Regions from separate parts of the Triticum aestivum genome. Here region 1 is linked to region 2. A link is a contact called in public Hi-C data. All regions are on one chromosome and are shown on one strand. The core of a region is the stretch at or near the end of the contact, and the rest is flanking DNA. Distances in the headings are between cores, read along the strand shown.

Region 1 (2,700 bases), core at 100-2,599, 200 kb before region 2:
GCCCGCCTGTCAGCTGCCGACGTGGCATTTTTTTTGCAGAAAACCTCCCGCACCTCCTTCGTCCTCACGCGCGGCGGCGCTCGATCTGGATCGAGGGGAGGAGAGCACGACGGAGACCCCAGCGCTGGCCGACCGGCCGCATCACCGACGGCGAGAAGAGATCCCGCCGCGCTCGTCCTCGAATGAGTCACCAGGGAGGACTCGCGAGCCCGAGCGCCTCGGCACGCCGGAGCGGCTGCTCGACGGTGGGCTCACCAGCGGGACGCCGAGTGGCAAGGGAGCCGCGTCCCGTGGAGGACGGCATGCACGGGTATCCCGGCAGCAAGAAGGCGAGCGCGTGGCTGGCGGCGAGGATTTCCTCCTCGCCGGCCTCATCCCAGGGGGCGGACTCGAGGTAGTCGGCGCAGGCGGCGGCGGTGCGGGCGCAGCCGAGGTGCGCGGCGGCCTCGAGCAGGGCGAGCGCGCCGCTGAATCCGAAGCGGGAGACGGGGTCGGCGCCCTCAAGCAGGATCTGGCACGTCGGCCAGGCGTCGGAGAGGCGGTCGGCGAAGTAGCCGCTCCCGGCGGCGAGCACGCCGGAGTGGCAGTAGAGCCATTCGTCCCGGCCCGAGTCCGGCATCCGCAGTCGCACCACCACGTCGCTCGTCGCCCTGTCGCCGATCTTGGGCCGCGAGCAGAGGCCGCGGCGGCGCGACCAGAGGCCGCGGCGGCGCGAGCAGGGGCAGCTCCGGCGCGAGCGGGGGCGGCGGTGATGCGAGAGGAGCTCGGGCTCGAGGGGATCCTCCCCTCGATCCAGACCGGGCGCCGCCGTGCGGGGGTTTTCTGCAAAAAAAATGCCACGTCGGCAGCTGACAGGCGGGCCCCGCCGGTCAGATACACTGTCAATACGCGTTTATACGCGATTTAGACCTTTTTGTAACGTATGGCCCCAGATTTGGTACTGACATGTAAAAATTATCAAGCTTGGTACCAATCTGCTTCCAATGCCCCAGTTGTGGTACTTCTGTGCAATTTACTCAACCAGCAACAACCACATCCGTCTCATTGTCCCACGTTGTTCTCTTCTGCATCTTGAACCTCCCCGTCCAAAAGGAAGCTATCCAGATCAGACCACAGAGTGGGCGAGGGCCCCTACACACACTAGGGGAGTACTAGTACTAGTTGCTCAGCTGATTGAATGGTTTGTGGGGATCAGCAGGGCCACGACGCCCGGAGGAACCACTTTGGGTCCGCATCTACCACTCCAAGTGTGGATCGCAATCACATCGCTGTTCCGTAGTATAGATCGCGCCGGGACTGGTCGCTTTTGCCAAAACACGCGGTTACGTGACACGGGTTTCATCCCCGCGTAAACGATGAGACAAGACCCCTATGGTGATAACTGATACTAAGTGCTTCCACAAGCCTGGGAGAGATTCCCGTTCACTCGTGCAAATCGCGGCCAATCAGCGGCAGGGTTCCGACGGGGGACGTGGCCAGCTTCGATCCGGTAAATGACCTCCACGAATCATCGTCCATCCGGCGGACGTACCCAGACAGCAACATAAAGCTTTGTGAAACCTCGCCGGTGATCCCTCGCTCATGGTTATCTCCTCGCGCATGTGTCACGCTTGGCATCGCCGCCTCCCTAGCCGGCCGGCCGGTCCAACTCGCGCGCGCCATGTCACGGCACGGCTCCCCGCCGGCGTGTCCACACGGTCCACGGCTGCCTCGGCGCGCGTCGAGCTACCGGCTACTACGACGGATGCAGAGGCTTGCAAGCTTTGCATGCGTTGGTGGGAGTGATCCGTTCCCGCCGTGCAAGCAACCGGCGGAAGTTCCCAAAAACGGGTGGATTGCGAGCGTGCCAATGCCAATAATACATCGGGTGAAGACGTACTGTGGCGTGGTATACGGGCACAGGGATCCGGGCCCGTCTGTGGAAATAGTGCCAGTATTGTAACGGTACCGATCATCAGTCGCTCTCGGGAGTACTATCTTGCTACGGAGCGTAGCACGGCGGAAAATAGCGCCTGCGAAAACAACGGTTGCCGCCTTGGTTCAGCTACCGGTGATAAGCGGTGTACCATGCATGTGCTGTAGAGTACGTAGGAGATACGGAACCCACAGAGAAAAATGCACTGACCTGACATGGAAATCCTGCCTGCTACAGCTACAGCTACAGAGCCGTCGTTACAGGACGAGCAAGGGCTTACCGGTTCTGTGCTACAGCGCTACTAATCGTTTCTGTGCGAATTAGAGGGCCACGTGTACACTTAGTCGACTCGGTTATTGAAAGACCAATATATAGTCAGCAGCCAATCATGGTGCAAATGCTCCATTCCCCCCATATTATTAGCTAATCAGAGAGAGAAGCACGTCCACACTGCCCTGGCAAATAATTGGTGGTCGATCGGGTGTGCGTACGTACGTGTTTGCATGCAGCAAGCAAAGGCGAAATGACCAAGAACATGGGACGCCTGGTTGGTGAGGCCGGGAGACTAAAACGTCCGACGTGTCGGCACGAACCCATGACTCATGATACGTGCTCTGACCTTGATCTTGTTTTTGGAGCGATCAGAGCGAGTGGCGTCCGGCTTCAAATTTTCTCGTTTCAAACATGATCGCACATGAAGCAAACGTTGACCTTACCTTATTATACTCCAACGATTGAATAGCAGGAGTAGTACGTATGAGGATGCCGACTCCTTCACCAACCAT
Region 2 (2,918 bases), core at 256-2,755:
GTCATCAAAATTAACAAAAAAGGATGTATCTAGAACTAAAATACATCAAGATACATTCCCTTTTATTTATTTTGATGACAAGTATTTCCGGACGGAGGGAGTAGGTACTATCAACTTTTGCCACCCTAGATCCTTTTGTACATTTTTTGCCGCTGCATGAAATTCAAAATTCTATACTAGTAGGAGTATACGGCAAGAAGAAATGAATCATATTTGGGATGAAGCGAAACATCAGAAATAATAACCCACATCAGCTATCTCAATTAGAAACCCTTTTTTTTTTCTCCCTCTCCTCCTTCGTTTTGTGCTTTGTACAGAGTTTTGCCGGGCGCCTAGCGTGCTATATGTATTGACCCTCCTCCAGGGGCCGGAGAAACCGGAACACGCGCGGGCCCGCCGGCGACGCCGTCTTGCAGGTGCATGCCTCCCCGTCGCGGACGCCGAGGTGGTAGCACAGGCAGATGCCCTGCTGCTGGTGCGACGTGGGCGTGGACTTGGCGGGCGGCGCGGTCTTGGGCGGCGAGCTCGGCAGGCTCATCGACAGGTCGAGGTCCAGGTCGAGGTTCAGGTCGGGGCACCGCGGCGCGTCGCTGCTTCCGCCGCTGCTGCTGTGCCCGTCGTCCGACGGGGACGGCCTCGCGAAGCTCACGGTGCTGCTCTGGAAGGCGAAAGGCGCGCTGGCGAGCCTGGACGCCGGCGCCGGGGAGGAAGGGAAGACGGGGGCGGTGGTGGACGCGGTGAGCCCGCTGGCGGCGCTGATGGGGCGGTGCGTGTGCGGGTCCATGCCGCGGTTGAGGAGCTTGCGCTTGATGTGCGTGTTCCAGTAGTTCTTGATCTCGTTGTCCGTCCGGCCCGGCAGCTGCCCCGCTATCAACGACCACCTGCACGACGGCGACCGCTGCTTTAGTCAATAACTGCTTCCTTCCTCCAAGACACCAGGGAAAGAAGAGGCGGAGGAGGCGATGCGCATTGAAATCGCGATCGGTTGCTTACTTGTTGCCGAGGAGGGCGTGGAGCTTGATGATGAGCTCGTCGTCGTCGTCGGTGAAGTTGCCGCGCTTGAGGTCGGGGCGGAGGTAGTTCATCCAGCGGAGGCGGCAGCTCTTGCCGCAGCGCAGCAGGCCCGCGGCCTTGGGCAGCGAGCGCCAGCAGCCCTCGCCGTGCGCCTTGATGTAGCCGATCAGGCGCTGGTCCTCCTCCTTGGTCCACGCGCCCTTGTTGGTGTGCGCCTTCTCGCAGCACGGCGACCTCCCCATGCCGGCGCCGGCGCTAGCTATGGCTACTCTGCTTCCCTTCCTCGTGCTCGACGGCGGCGGCTCGGAGCTTGAGCTCGCTCGCTCGCGGCTGTATGCAGCAGGCAGGGGAGGTGGAGGAGCGGGGTGGGCGCGCCGTGGAGGGCGGGGCGCGCGTATATATGGGGGGCGTGACGGCGAGAGCAGAGCTTTTGGGTGGTTCTTTTGCGGGGTGTTGGTGGTGGTTTCTCGCTCCATTGACCCGATCCCTTGGGGGGATTTGACCGCCTGCGCGGGCGCGAGGGGCTTGGCGTGCGTCGGGGCTGGGTTGGGTTGGGTTGGGTTTGGGTGGGCGTCGCAGGATGCTTGTGAGTGAGAGGGTAAAGATGTGGGCGCGGCGCAGCTAACGTGTTTGATTCCTTGTTGTGTACTTGCTGGAGTGGAGTAGCTTTGGTCCTTTGGTGGTTGCAAAACGGATCTGCCTCCCCCTCCCCTCTCAAAGGGAGTGAGTGCTGCTCCACCAAGTTGTTTTTTCATAGACTTGTTTTCTCCAGGAGCGCAGCGTAGACAAAACACATGTACACTAAAAAACTTGGGTCGTCGAGCATCTAACCTAAATTCGATCGTCAGTTGGCTTGGTACAGCCACCTCCACTAGCCGTCCGGCTGATATCGGTTTCTTCTCTTTGCATGCAAGAAATTACTCCCTCTATCCCAGAATATAAAAACGTTTTGTTCTTATATTTTGGGACGGAGGGAGTAAGTAATAGTCGACTGACACTTCGTTAAGTCCGATGATATATCTATCAGATGTACAATGGGATCCGTGCAAACTTTTCTTTTCGGTTTTTTCTTGTTCTCTCTTTGCATGTTACATTACTTGACTAAGACTTGGTTAAATCTCAGTCGACTGAGACCTAGCCACACTCATTAAGTAAGCCAAGACTTGTTTCAAGCATAGGTCCCTTGCACAAATATTGCACAAAAAGATTGTAAATCTATTTTCAAGGGTTATACTAGTAGAAGACTTGTAGCGAGTCATGTACTAACATGTGTCGGTATTGGAGCACCCTTCTTCTTTCCACTCCTAGCATGGCAAGCGTTCGTGCGTTCGTTAGCTCAACCGTAACTCACAGCGTCGCGCGCCTAATTTTAAAAAGAGATGGTCGCAACGAAAACGGAATCATGGTGTAGGAACACGTTCCAAAACTTGGTGGAGCAACCGCCACCGATTGCCTAGCTAACCACTAGCCGCAAACCAGCAAAACACCTCCTAGCTGTGCGCCCGTGTCCCTAGCGCCTGTCATGCGTGCGTGACTAACCCCATTTTTCTATATGATCCCATCACCCCCCTCTTGGCGCCAAGGCAATAATTTAAGCCTTGATTAGGTAGTTCGTGTCCAGCCAGCACTCGGCCAGGTTGGTACGCAGCCCCGGTGAGCTCACTCCGCTTAAAAAAATCCGGCGATCCCCCGGGGGTCAAAACTGACGCGCCGCCGGCCGGCCGGGCTGCCGCTTCCGTTGGGCACCGCTCGGCCGATCCGCCGGGATGGTTACCGGCGGGCGCACGACCCGCCGTAGGTAAAAGCGACGCTTCGCCCGGGCTGCAAAAATGTCAAGACTAATGTAGACGAATAGTAATATTATTACTCGTGCGGCCGTGCACGGATGGCGTATCTACGGATGG

The links. Hi-C and Micro-C count contacts between places; a contact is called where the count stands out from the background.
Region 1: a Hi-C map of leaf shows a contact between it and region 2, with 4 times the contacts expected there. The contact joins the enhancer-like site here to the promoter of LOC123062765 in region 2. A contact is called at or near these places in 3 of 5 Hi-C or Micro-C datasets (all in leaf) and 1 of 1 datasets of contacts at active chromatin or transcription factors (leaf).

What each region holds. Positions count from the first base shown.
Region 1 is chr3A:634,395,215-634,397,914 of IWGSC CS RefSeq v2.1, reverse strand. No RefSeq gene overlaps it. Among protein-coding and RNA genes, the nearest start is that of LOC123062766, 110 kb to the left of the region's middle. Within about 2 kb of position 1,349, at least 4 of the 8 cell types and tissues checked have an H3K27ac peak or open chromatin away from gene starts, as enhancers often do. A contact at or near this core is called in leaf, where this site is marked.
Region 2 is chr3A:634,193,966-634,196,883 of IWGSC CS RefSeq v2.1, reverse strand. LOC123062765 (myb-related protein 308) reads right to left here and starts at 1,505. Exons shown (of 2, transcript XM_044486416.1): 1 at 994-1,505; 2 at 27-881. The coding sequence starts at 1,490. The coding sequence ends at 341.